2 separate regions of the Gossypium hirsutum genome follow, and region 2 is linked to region 1. The links are chromatin contacts, called in public Hi-C maps. All regions are on one chromosome and are shown on one strand. The core of a region is the stretch at or near the end of the contact, and the rest is flanking DNA. Distances in the headings are between cores, read along the strand shown. Region 1 holds the start of LOC107888885. Region 2 holds the start of LOC107902477 (protein OBERON 1).

Region 1 (7,002 bases), core at 3,686-6,185:
AGAAATTGGCCAGAGCATTAGAAATATAGAACCAGCTTGGCTTTCTCCAAAATTGATATTAATGCTCAGGAAAAACTATGATCCACTTACAGATCAGATAATGCAAAATTTGGTCCATTACCAAGTCCATGCCAGACAAACATGAGATCCCATCAGGCTAGATCCACAAAAATTAGCACTTAGCAATAGTGGTTAGAGACTATAAGCATCAACAAGAATGGGAGAAAAATGTAAAGGAATTAAAACAAAGAATCGGCACTAAAAAAAATTAAGACCTTAATAAGCACAACTAAAGGTTCAGGAGTGGCCACAGTGACCATTCAAGCAGGAAACGATGAAGAATAAATGCAAGCATAATCAGAAATATTATACACAACCAAGAACAACATACTTTTAAATCACACTTATTATTAAAAGGATTCAACAATGGGAAAAATGAAACCAGCAAGCAACAATTTCTGTCTCAACTTCCACTTAATAAGCAAATGCAAAATTAAGGAATCAGAATGCACCAAAGTTTTCTCAAGTTTCAAAAAAATTTATGGGGGGAAAAATATATATATATAGTATATTTGCTGTTTGCTGGATAGAGCGCTCCATGAGTTGGAAAGAATACTAAAAATGACCCTCTACTCATAAGTTTATCAGGCCAATAGAGATAGCATAGTTGTGCCCTATCCTTGAAAACTTGTGTAAAACAAAATGGAATTGACTAATCTAGCAAGAAGTTTGATTAATGACAAACAATGACGGGTCAATGCACTGACAACATAATTTAAAACTTATAAGGAAAGAGAAGGGGAACTAATTAGATTAAAAATCACCTAAACAAATCACTAGCCACCATACTAAACACTGATAATAATGAAGAATAATGGGGCACATTATACCTCTTAGTTTGCTATCCATTGCTTTGTTCCCCAAACCTTCCATGCGCCCATCTTTACCCTTTCCTGTAATTGTATTATGTACTATCACCACAGGAGGCCACATAATCAAATCCTCTTGGTTTGAGACTGCTTCATCTGCAGGTAAGAACCGATAGGCCTTTGAATTATCAGGAGGCTTTGAGTAGTTCCATCCCATTAGCACACATAGAGCCTTGTGTAAGCCTAAGTGATCCACACGCAAGTCAGCATTATCTGAGTAGTATGTGTGCATTATCAGACCATGCATATCAGAGAAGTCTTTCGAGGACCTGTAATTTTTCATATCAAGTGCATTGAAGAATAAAATTCAGGTCTTCCTTTGAGACATCACTTGAATTAGGCTACAAGATTGAACTAGGGAAATGAACAAAAAATTATTCAGCAGTTTGAAAATAAGTTGTACAAATAAAAGGGGTAAAGTAATGTGCATGGCATAGAGCCAAAATATTGAATTGTCATCTGGGTAGTCTGCAAGCATCGAGATAAAACTTGCGCAAAAGGCAAATTTGAACACTGGATTGCAGTGAACTTATTCCATATGATAGCATAGCCAAACAACCATTTCCTTATTTATATATCATTAGAAATAAGGGTACTGTCATCACCCAAAAATTATTGTAACCGAGACTGAATAAGAGAGGGGGAGAGGAAAGGGATTGCAGTTGGATATAAATGCACCTCCTAAAAAGCCCCAACTAAAATATAAGGTTGGTTCAAAAGCTGTAGATTTATCAGCAATTACAATAATAGGCAACAGATTATACATGGATTTTGAAGAAATATATAGCTACAACAGGGTGTCAGATCATAACACCAGCACAGACAATAGACTGGACACCCAAAAAAGTTGAATCAAGACCATGAAAAGTTTCTCGTGCACGGAAAAGAAGAGTATCAAAGAAAAAAATAGTATAAGAGATTAGTACTTGCTTCCTCTGAGAAGAACCAGATATACACTCTTTATATGCCAAGACTTCACTCTCTACATGATAAGAGTATTTAAGCGAGGTTTCCATTTCTAGTGCCATAAGCAATACAAACAGAAAGATCACTGAATAATTTTAAAGAATGGAGGCAAACGCTCTATACATGCCTGCATGTTCTATACAAGCCTGCATGTGGACATTATACTTGGTGGATAACACAACACCATAAATTAAGATAAGTTTACAGCTAAACTTGAACAAATCAGAGTCACCCCAAGGGCCACTCTACAGAAAAGTAGTCAAATCAAAATAAGAACAAAAAAATCTAGCCACCATACCACTACATGCTAGGTAAGGCAAGAAAAACAGAGAAACAGACTAATACTTTTAACTTACACTAGCAGCCTTCAGCTTCAGAATTACTGATAAATTATCAACTACCAAAAGAATGGCTATTACAAATTACCACAATCAGGCCAACCCAGCAATGTCATGCGGATAAGAAAGAAGTTACAGACCACAGTATATTAGTACCAAGCAGCATAAAATATCGGCCATAAACTACCAACAACTAAGCCACAAGGACTAACGTCTACCAGGAATATCCAGATCAAAGCCTACAAGAACATAAGGTAATTACAACATGTTGCTATGAAAGAAAAGGTAATTATAAAATGCAAAAGGTGCAATTTAGCTCCAACCTACGACTAAATTGTGATGAAAGGTACTTGGAAAGGGATCTGAAATCCCCTTACTTTCCAAAACCAAACTAGGGACATGCTTACTACCCAAAAACAGTGACTTGTAGAAACTGCAAAGGGTCAGACTCATTAATACTGATGTTAATCCAAAATCAAATTTACTATATTGAAAATGAAAATGAATGGGAATCTAATATTAAAACCCATCAGAAAAAATAACATAGCCAAATATGAATAAGTAACCGTACAGGACACAGAGGCCAGCAACAGAAAAAAGAGCTACAATAATACAACATATATATAACAGCAATTTTATCTCTGACAAATTTTCCACTGCATGGATAAATAAACTGGTGTCCTTATGTACAACTACAATCACTATTGCATCGAAGCACTATAGAGAAATATACATTGGTACAACCTACCCTTCATTTTATGAATAAATTAGGCTTGAGTCAGTAAATAATCAACAATGACGAATCACCAACACAGCAATCCAGCACCAAAGCTTGCTAGCAGAAAGTGCCATTTTTCATTTTTATGATGAAGACATAGACTGACTTGGGTTTGATAAAAAACCGTAATACAAAATAACACAAGCAATGGCACATGGGAAGCACTTCTCTGAACCAGTTAGTAAAAGCAAGCAGCCAACAAAACCAAGATTATAGCAAACCAAGATTAACTATGCCACGAACAAAGCAAACCAGCAAAAAGGTAATAGCAAATCCAAGATTTAAGGTCAGGCTAAAGAGATCAGATTGCGCACTTACCTAAAACCCTAGAAATATCAGATTGTTGAAAAATGTCCGGAAAACCATTTATAAAAGGGGGAGACAACACTGCCTCAGCGTTGCATTACCTCAACTGAATTTAACAATTATTGTAAGCACTATCAGTATTATTTATCCATAACTTATTATTGAAACTCACCAGCTAATCCTTATTAGTAATAGTTTATGCTATAAAACACCTATCAGAATAAGAAAAGGAAACATTGTATTAAAACCCAGACATTATCCAAAAGAATAACACTTGACAAATATTATTCTAGAAAGAAATAGGTAACAACATCAAACACCTGCACTGAAACGATTTCAGTGCTATGTGCAGTAAATGCAACACAAGTCAACTAAATTCAAGCTCCAAGATATTTGCATCCTTAAGTCAATATCACCTATCAAATACAGCACTCTAGCTTAATATATTAAAATGTTAACAGCCACAAAACAAGCAATCTAATCTAACTAGTTGCAACACATCAAATTAAGAAAGAACAGAAGCATCTAAGCAGTAAAATATGGAACTCAAGTCCCAAAAAATGAAAAATAGCATTCAAGAAGTTAATTCCAATTCAGAATCAAACCTAAATTTGGCATTAGATTTGCCACAAGCCAAGCATTGAAGCCGCCCTTGTTTACCATCCTCCAAGTAATTCTTTTTCTGCCCCGTATTCTCAAAAACTGCCTTCACAAAGTGCAAAAACGCCTTCTTTAGAGCACTTTGATCAACCTCCAAATGCTTATGATTAAACCCCGCATTATTATTTTGATATCCCCCACCAACTCTCATATACTTGGCTGCCCTAGTTTCCTCATTTCCAAGCGGGCTACTCATTCCAGTTAGGCGGTCTGACCCGCCCGGCCCCAAAGTGTAGATCTTTTCCTTCTTCTCCTCTCTTAGGTCTTTTCCTTCATCGCTGTACTTTCTCTTTAACGGGCCAGGCCCGTCACCCGGCGAATTCCAATAATCGCGATTATCGCGGAAGCCCATTGATGGGCTACCGAAGTCACGAGGTCCGAGTATGGGTCGGGTAGGAAAGTCCTGGTAATCGGGCGGGAGAGCAAAGTAGGAGCGGACGCTGCCGTCGTAAAGGACGATTGTCCGACGCTCCAGCATGTGGAATCCATAAGCCGGTGGAGGCGGAGGGCCAAGGGCGGCTGGATCGGGGAAGGGGAAGGGTGGATGAGCTTGATTGGGGTCGGATTGTGACTTGTTTTGAGCAGCGGAGCTTGGAGGTGGGCCAGTCCTGGTGGATGGGCTGGGCTTGGTGGAGGACTTGTGGTCGGCGGTTGTGGAGGAGGGGTTTTTATTGGCGCTGGAAGAGGAAGATTCCCAGCGGGATTTGCGGTGGTTGTTGGAGGAGGATGACGGTTGTTTTGGCGGATTCGGTCCCGCCATCATTGGAATTTAGTTGGATTTTAAGGCTTTTGGATGCATTTAGGGGAATCACAGGAAGATGGAGCTTTTATTCACTGTAAAGTTCACCCGTAAATTATTTAGATTTTCAAAAAAAAAAGAAAGATCAAATTTTGCCCTCAACCCCTATAATTTGTCAAAGTTTAAGATTTAATTCAGTACTTGTCAAATAATTTTTTTTACCTAATGACATCAATGTGGCATGTTTATATAAACAAGGATGGCGTTTAATCCATAATTTGAGTTCTTTGTTCTATAGAGTTTTGAAAGCAAATTACTTAATAACACAAACTTCTTACTACTGAGAATTGGATCAAATGCAACTTATACTTGGTGGAGCATTTACTTAGCTAAAGAGGTTCTTAAACAAGGATTAGTAGCCACACTAAATCGATTATTTCACTTTTTTGATTATTTGAATTTAAATCCGTAAATTATTTGAGTATTATTATCTAAATTTGAATCTGAATTAAATATCATAATCCGTAAAAAAACTAAATTTAACATTTTCAATCATATGTAAGATAAAAATCCAGATATGAATCCACAAAATAATATAAATTCAAACAAAAAATTAGTTTTAAATAAAATTTATTCATAATTAACACTAAATAAATGTAAATTAACAAAAATAGTTAAATAACAATCCAAACATATTAAAAATAACAATTTAATAACAATTCAAATATACAAAACAACTTAAACACAAGAATTCCAAACAAATTAAATATTACATAACAATCTCAAATAACTTAATTACTTAACCCTAATTATTTAATAATAATTGAATATAGTATCATATAAATCATACATATATAGAGGGTAAATTATCTAGTTGGTCATCCAACTTTTAAGGCGCTTTCATTTTAGTCATCCAAAATAAAATCTTTGCAATTTTGTCACTTAACTTTTTAGGGCGCTTTCATTTTAGTCATTCAACCGTTAGATCTCTAACGCCACTTAAGTTGTACATTCCACATCATGTTCAGCCTTTCATTTTGGTCACCCAAAAACATCCCTTTTTTAATATTGATTGGGTAAAAAAACATTAAAGTGAAAAAGTGAAAAAGTGGTAGAAACTAAAATAATGTTTTAAAAATTGTCAAATTGTACTTGTTTATCCCATTGCCGAAAGAAACTTAAATTTCTTTAATAATTTTATGCAAAAATTTAAATTTTTTTTATTATATAAACTTGAATATTCCATGTTAAGTTAAAAGAAAAGAAAAATCATTGCAATTAAATAAATTAATTGCTTATTTTTCGTTTTGGTAAACAAGTGATGAAAAAATTCTAGGTTTTGTTTGGGCATGGAAGATAAATTTAATTAATTTAATTAATTGTAAGAATTTTTCTTTACTTTTAGCTTAGTATGAAAGACTCGAGATCATATAATCAAAAAAAATTTGAGTTTCATATGCAATTATTAAGGATGATTTATTTGAATTGATTTTAATTTGGAAACATAAAATAAAATTTTAAGATTTAAAAGGAGACTAAATTAATTTAATTAATTTTAATATTATAGTAACAAATCGACATTGGTTGACATTATCAAAGGATAAAAAGTTTTCAATAACTTATTTAATAAATTTTGATGTTTTGAAATTTAAAATTTTCAATATTGAAAGAAAAAGAAAATTAGAACTTTAGACAAAGGAATAAACAAGTACAAATTTGACAATTTTAATTGTATTATTTTAGTTTCTACCCTTTTCTCACTTTAATCCTTAATGTTTTTTACCCCGATCAATATTTTTAAAAAAATGATATTTTTGGGGTAAGCAAAATGAAAGGAACTTAAAAGCTGGATGACTAAAATGAAAGTGTGAATATGATGTGGCATGTACAGGTAAACTGGTGTTAAAGATTTAACGATTGGGTGACTAAAATGAAAGCGCATTAAAAGTTGAGTGATAAAATTGCAAGGATTTCATTTTGGGTTGTCACACCCGATTTCCTTTGAAACCCAAAAATTAGGAACCTTTAGGATTTAAATTAAATAAAACCATAAGCTGGTGGTCTCTACTGAAAATTTTGAGAAATATAGAGGCTAGTTTGAACATAATTGAGCTTTAAATCTAGTTTGGTTAGATTAGAACCAACGGGTCTCTTAATGGGAGACAAAATGGTTGTCAATGGATAGCTCCTAAACATACAATATGTCATCCCAACCCAATACAATGCAAACATACAATATGTCATGTCTTTATGCAACCATCAGTCATGCGTATACATATATATATT
Region 2 (6,684 bases), core at 2,572-5,071, 710 kb before region 1:
GACTCAGACATCCCTCCTTTTCTCTCCTCTTTCCTATCTTTTCAATTCAAAATGATTTGTTTTGCGAATAAGAGTGCAGATGATCAACTTTCCTATTTTCATTCATCCCTCTTTTCTCTCCTACAAAGCACGGATGAAAAATAATTTCTTTCGAACCTATAAGCTGTGTTCATCCAAGTTGATTCACTCAGGGTGGCTTGGATGCACTTTTATGTTATCAAAGGTAATAGTGCAAGACATGTACCTATTTTGCAGAAGTTTAATCGAGCTGGAAGAAATTATTGGAACTCTTCAATTCATTCTGACCAGGAAGAGCAAAAAGTTTAGACAATGTCTGCGAATCAGTACAAGGCTGTCTATGTATGAGAGGAAATAGGACAAAAAAGAGAAAGCAAATAGGTAGAGGCTAGGCTAAACAATTCACACACCTAGACAGGCCTTAATCTCCTGGGTAGCTTTGTTAGAAGGCTGCCTACAAGATTTAGACTAAGGGAGACACTTGGGATCAGTGATTTGCCTTCTCTACAACAACCAGAGGAGACCTGTGACCATCTTTTGACATGGTTGTGTTCTAAGTTGTTGGAGAAAGTATTGTGAGAATGTGGTATATACAGAGCTGCTGCAGGCTGGCAAGAGGCGTTGCACTTGGCACAGAAAAGGAAAAGCTCTCATTTCTGTTATTGTATGTTTAGCATGGAACGCTTACATCTATTACCAAAGGAAAGGAACAATTGAACTAATGGAGGAATTCTTTCTGTTATTCCAGCTACAATAAGATTTAGTTGGTATCATTTAAGGAATTTAGCAGGGAACACCGTTAATAGGGAGTTAAGTTGTGCTTGAGGTATATGCGATACTATGCATGCATAGTGTCTAAACTGTTTTTTTTTTTGTTTTGCAGTTCAGTTTGAACTGTAGAAGCTTATCTACTTATTTTGGATAGTAAAAAAAATAAACAAAGAAAATAATTTTCCTTTCACTTTTCCACTCACCCCTTCCATCTTCCTAATACACTACCCAGCAATGCCTATGCAAATGAATTAAAAAAACAAGACCATATCTATGAGTACCATGAAAGACACTTCATAAGATTGTATTAACTCTCAATGAGTGCACTAAAGAATATGATTGTCATAAAGAGCAGTGTGATTCCAATATTAAGCAGTAAGCTGCTAATGGTTAAAAGGAATTACTTCATTATCTATGGCTAAGCTCTAGGATGCAAAGAATGCATCTAGAATGCAGGCAAGACACTAACAGGATACTTAATTTAAAAATGACTAGCACATCAATTCTTTTGTTGGTCAGATGGGATATTGTCTTCATTAATTAAACTCAAATAAACTATACAAGCTGCCTACAGAGAGTCAACATCATTTGAAGAATGGCTTTTAATTCCATAAAACAATATTAGTAGAAATCAATAGCTTTATATTCATTTTATCCTGCATAAAACTTTTCATCCATCGAAGGATGAAAAACATGTCAGGTGACTAGAAAACCCCAACCTACTCAACAATACGGAGCATTTCATGGTTAAGAATCTAAGAAATCAAAAAAATGTATAATATTTTTAATAATATAAACTATAAAATATAGATTAAATTAAATAAAAATAATGTTTTGAAGTTTAGTTTTTTATTTTATAGTGGGACCATATGTGTTAAATGAAATAAGATTATAAGAAACTTTAAAAACCACCTTTTTAGGTAGAATTGGGATAGACTGAAATTCCCTTTCGAAATTCTTAAAATTTTTTGAAATTTTCCATTATTTATTTTTACCTAAATAAGTAAATTCATTTTTGGAATAAACTATAAGTATAATTTAAAAAAATAATATTTTGAAGTTTAAGTTTTTCATTTATAGTGGGACCATATGCGTTACATGAAATAAGATTATCAGAAACATTAAAAAAAAGCACCTTTTTAGGTAGAATTTCGATAAACTCGAATCCCCTTTCGAAATTACTTAAAATTTTCCATTATGTACTTCAGCCTAAATAAGTAAATTCATTTTTCGAATTTTAAAACCTTTAATAGAAATGCAATTCTTTCTCTAAATCCTTCATTCAAACATACTCTAAGTGTAACAAAGAGTTAACTTGGCAACAAGTCAAACATGTCCTTCAACCAAAAGTATCGGATAATCATCGAAGTCACCCAAATTGGCTAACAGCATCTTGACACTCAAGTCTAAGTTGATCACAGAGAATCATATAGGAGAGAACTATTGATCCAACCAAAGAGGCTAAATAACTGAAAGACTGAATCAGATATTATATATTGACAACAGAGGATTATGACGTTACACTAGTTAAAAGAATGCAGACGTTAATGCAATGAACCATATAAATAATTACAAAAACTAAAACGAGAACATGAAGACTGTAGAATAGAATGAGGAAAATGAACACAGTTATTTGAGGCTGACCGTTTGTCAAAGAATGTTTCATTGCAGGGATTTTCCAGCTGAATGAAGCAAAAAAAGCATTAATATCTGCATCAGGGAACGCCAATTTGACATACCGCTCAACTGAAAGCTTGCTAGCAAGACCACGTTTCCTGCCTGAGTCCACAAGCTTTTGGAGGCGCTTTGGAGGATACAAATACCTATCTAAGAAATGGCCAGTAATGGCTACTCTCCTTCCCACTTTCCAAGCCCATATGTCACCCTTCTTAGGCCAATCCACTGGAGCATACGGCAACCCAAACCCAGATGCCTCTGGCAAAACAGGACTGAGATGAAGACTATTTTCTCTTCGTCTAGGCGTGCTTCCATTATTTTCCTTAGTATCATCAATATCCATAAGATTCAAGTTTAGCAGAAGTAGCCAAGAACCAGCACACTGCATTAAATGCAATTCAAAATTTTTTACATGTTCAGCCATTAAAAGATTACAAAACAGTTCTCAGTAATTGCAACATAAATTTCATCCTATGACATCCTGCTTAGCCATATTTACAGTCTTCCATAGCAAAGAAGAATCTACCCCTGAAATTTCGTACTGAGAACTACTCAAACTGTTTCCAGCATTCAGAACAGTACCCCAAAAGAAGATACTCAGACATATATAGACAAGTGTAAAACTAATTTTAACTTAATATATGATTGCTATTTTAACATACTACTAATTGGATTTAGCAATATAACTACATTGATGGTGCATGTTAAATTTCGATTCGATCAGATATTTTTATTATTGTAATCAAGAATATTGTCTTTTATACATATCTAGCAATTAAAATCTTTTTCATAAAAAAAAATAGTTTAGACATTTTTAATTTACTGGAGGAAAAATCAAATAAATATTGCGAAAAGCATTTAAATTTAGATTAATGATTCAAAATTTAATGGCATGGCATCATAATAACAATAATAAAAAACAATGCAGGTTCCTTTAGCATCCAATAAAAAACTCAAGAATCTCTTCAAGAAATCCAATTTTCTTGAACGTAAATTTTAAGTTATTAGCGTCTATTAATTTAGAAAATTTCATCTGTTCACTTAATAATTGAAGGAAGAAAACGCCAGAAAAAAAAGAACTAAAAAAAATCACCTGGAACTGTATAACAATTTCACGGGAGCAAGACTGACGATCTCTGCACCTGCTAAAACAGAAATAAATCTGTTTCCGGTTTTCTAAAATGGAAATCAAATAATTTTGAGATAACAAAATTTAAAAAGAAATTAGCAGAGAGAAGACTAACTTTAGGGTTAGGATTAAAGGGCAGAAAATGTAAAAATTGAGAAACGATATTTTTCTATTGCAGATTGAAGAACTGATGAAACCCTAATTTAAAAAATAATCATTATGTGTTGGGCCGAGTTTGGACAAAGATTTTATCAATTTCAACCTGAATAAATTTAAATTATTATTTATTTTTTAAGAGTATAAAATTAATATGATTTTATAAGTAATTTTATCTATAATTTATATTTCAACAATTCAATGTTAAATTAGTTAAAATAATTGTACTTGTTATACATATAATTTTTTAAATTAGTTTGATATCTTTATTATATCGATCTAAATTTAAAACTTTTAATCGTTTAATATACATTATTATAGATAATATTTTAAATTGATATAATAAAATTATCGAATCAATTAAAAAAGTTATACGCATGAAAAATATAAATATATCAATAAATTTAATGATTATTAATTATATAAAAAATTACAAAATAATGTAAAATTATTTACAATATTTTTTTATTCAATCTAAAATTTGAAGACAACTAGAACTTTGTTTTAATAAAAGGTTTTTTTTTTTACATACATTATATCAAGAGCTCGAATATAAAAATATTAGTTAAATTATGGTACAACTAAGATATAGTTAAAAGTAATTATGTAATATTTTTACTAAAAATTATATAAAAATTAAAAATAATTTTAGTTAAAATGATAAAATTAAAGGTTTGAATGTTATTATATCTTGAATTCAAATTTTATGATAAGCATATAATTTTTGGATTTCATATAAAATTGTAATGAGACAAAAATATCTCAAAAATATTCATTACTTTATTAAAGTAATAAACTTTTTGATAATTTAACGTGATAACCACAGACAAATCAATTCGTCTTTTAAATTTAATATAAATAAATACAATTTTTTTATATTTTTTAAATAGTAAACCAAATTTATGTGCTTACTCAAGCTAAAAATAAATAAATAATAAATAATTCAAATTGAAACCCAATTAGTCAACTCATGTGTAGGTTTAACTTAACAATCTTTTTGTAAAGAGATTATATTCTTAAAAAGATATGTAGCTTTAATTAATAATTAAAAGATAAATGATAAAAAAGTGTATTGTTTTTAATAAAGTTAAATTAGCTAAATGACAAAAAAAGAAATGAATTTTTTCCTAGTTAATTTAAATAAATTGTTAAATAATTAATTAATAAGGGAGATTAATTTTTATAGAATTCATATTTGGAAAATTTATATTAGAAAAATTGGCACTATAAAAATGAGTCACTCAACAAAAGTTTTAGAAGTTTAAAAGATTAAAAAGCCTTAAAAATTCTTTAAAAGAATCTTAGAACTTAAAATTTTTTTGAAGAATTATAAGCTAATTTTCAAGCATTCTAAAAAAAAAGATGCTTTGCTTTCTTAGTTTACCAATGATACGAGACCAAATCTCGATGTTCTTTAAAATAGAGTCAAGCACTCAAGATCAAATCTCGTGAACTTTTGAAGCAGACTCAATCATCTAAAACCAAGTTTTAAAGACTCTTGCTTGGATTAAACTCTCTCCGATCTTATTGCATCAACGCAAAAAATATCAACTTTAGTTTCAAGATTAAATATAACAATCTAGTTTCAATATCAAATTTTGACGATACTTAAAGAAGACTCGTTGATCCAAGATTAAATTTCAAAAACCTTTGCGTCAATTCGTAAGAAACTCTTCAAATCTATTTTCAATATCAAATCTCAATAACAAGCCACACCTGTTCAAGATCTAATTTAAATGACCCTGAAAGAAAAGAATAAAAAAGTTCATTCAAGAAACTACAAAAATTGTAACCTACAAAGTTTGATAATAAAAATTATCTTATTCATGTTTGATTTTTCAAGTTATATTTTCAACGAAAAGTTTATGTGCAATCTTTTATATGTTATTCTAATTAAGGTAGTTAATATTGCATTAGTAGACACATTATTTTTTTTTTATTAGAGCTAGTACATATCGGTATTAATTTATTTTGGTATACCGTTTCAAATTTACCAATATTTAAAAGAAATTAATATATATAATATTTAAATAAGATATTAATTATAAAAAATATTAATAAATTATATGAAAATACTCATAAATGAACTTGATGCGAGCATTAAGGTCCTCAGGCCCATGAAATTGATGGGCTTAATGATCTATCGTAATTTAATATGTCAAATTAGGTTCTCTTGAGTACTTAATTAGTTTGTTTTTAAGTAATTTATGAGTCTTTTTACTATTTTTTATTGATTCTTAGATTTTAGTATTAATGATAGTTGTTCTCATATCGTACCTCTTTTGAGACCCAAATTGGCAAAACTATGTCATTGGGAGTCTAATGATTGATATGAGCTTGTATTGGCAGATGACGACGGCCAAACCTTGAAGTGAAAAACAATTGACATGGATGTCACTACACTAATGCTAGAATGTCGGGACACTGAGCCTTTATTACCTCAAGTGTGCAAGACTTCAACAAGAAATCAACCAGGAGCAAATTGTTGAGAGGGTCGAGACACTAAGGGTGTTGTGTTGCGACATTGGTCGAGACACCAAGCAGCCAATGTCGTGATACCACTGCTAGTTGTTGAAGTGAAGAAGTCATGGCCACCACCGAGGATGTTGCGACACTAGCTAGTCAATGTCGAGACATCAAGACCCCCTAGCCAAATTGGTGCCTACTTTTGAGGGTGTTACGACACTAGAGCCTGACGAGATGAAAAATTGCAGGAGTAATTTTGTGTCTACACATGCTTAAGTCACTTTTCATTTAAGGGCATAGTTGTCAATGTTAAGTTAAATGTTAGTAGACTATAAATACTACTTTATAAGCTTTTTGGAAAGGGACTTTTTTATGGCTGATCATCTTTCTTTACTTTTCATAGTTTTAAGTTGGGTTTCTTTTCTTTTCTTTTCATTTTTAGATTAGGTTGTCCTTTTTTCTTTTTT

Evidence for each region. Hi-C and Micro-C count contacts between places; a contact is called where the count stands out from the background.
Region 2: a contact with region 1 is called in a Hi-C map of callus, with 3 times the contacts expected there. The contact joins the promoter of LOC107902477 here to the promoter of LOC107888885 in region 1. A contact is called at or near these places in 5 of 34 Hi-C or Micro-C datasets (callus, fibers, leaf and 1 more).

What each region holds. Positions count from the first base shown.
Region 1 is chrA09:53,046,597-53,053,598 of Gossypium_hirsutum_v2.1, reverse strand. LOC107888885 reads right to left here and starts at 4,935. Exons shown (of 3, transcript XM_016813143.2): 1 at 3,923-4,935; 2 at 891-1,198. The coding sequence starts at 4,740.
Region 2 is chrA09:53,759,457-53,766,140 of Gossypium_hirsutum_v2.1, reverse strand. It overlaps LOC107902477 (protein OBERON 1), which reads right to left and starts at 3,821. Exons shown (of 5, transcript XM_041077657.1): 1 at 3,560-3,821; 2 at 2,434-2,848. The coding sequence starts at 2,809.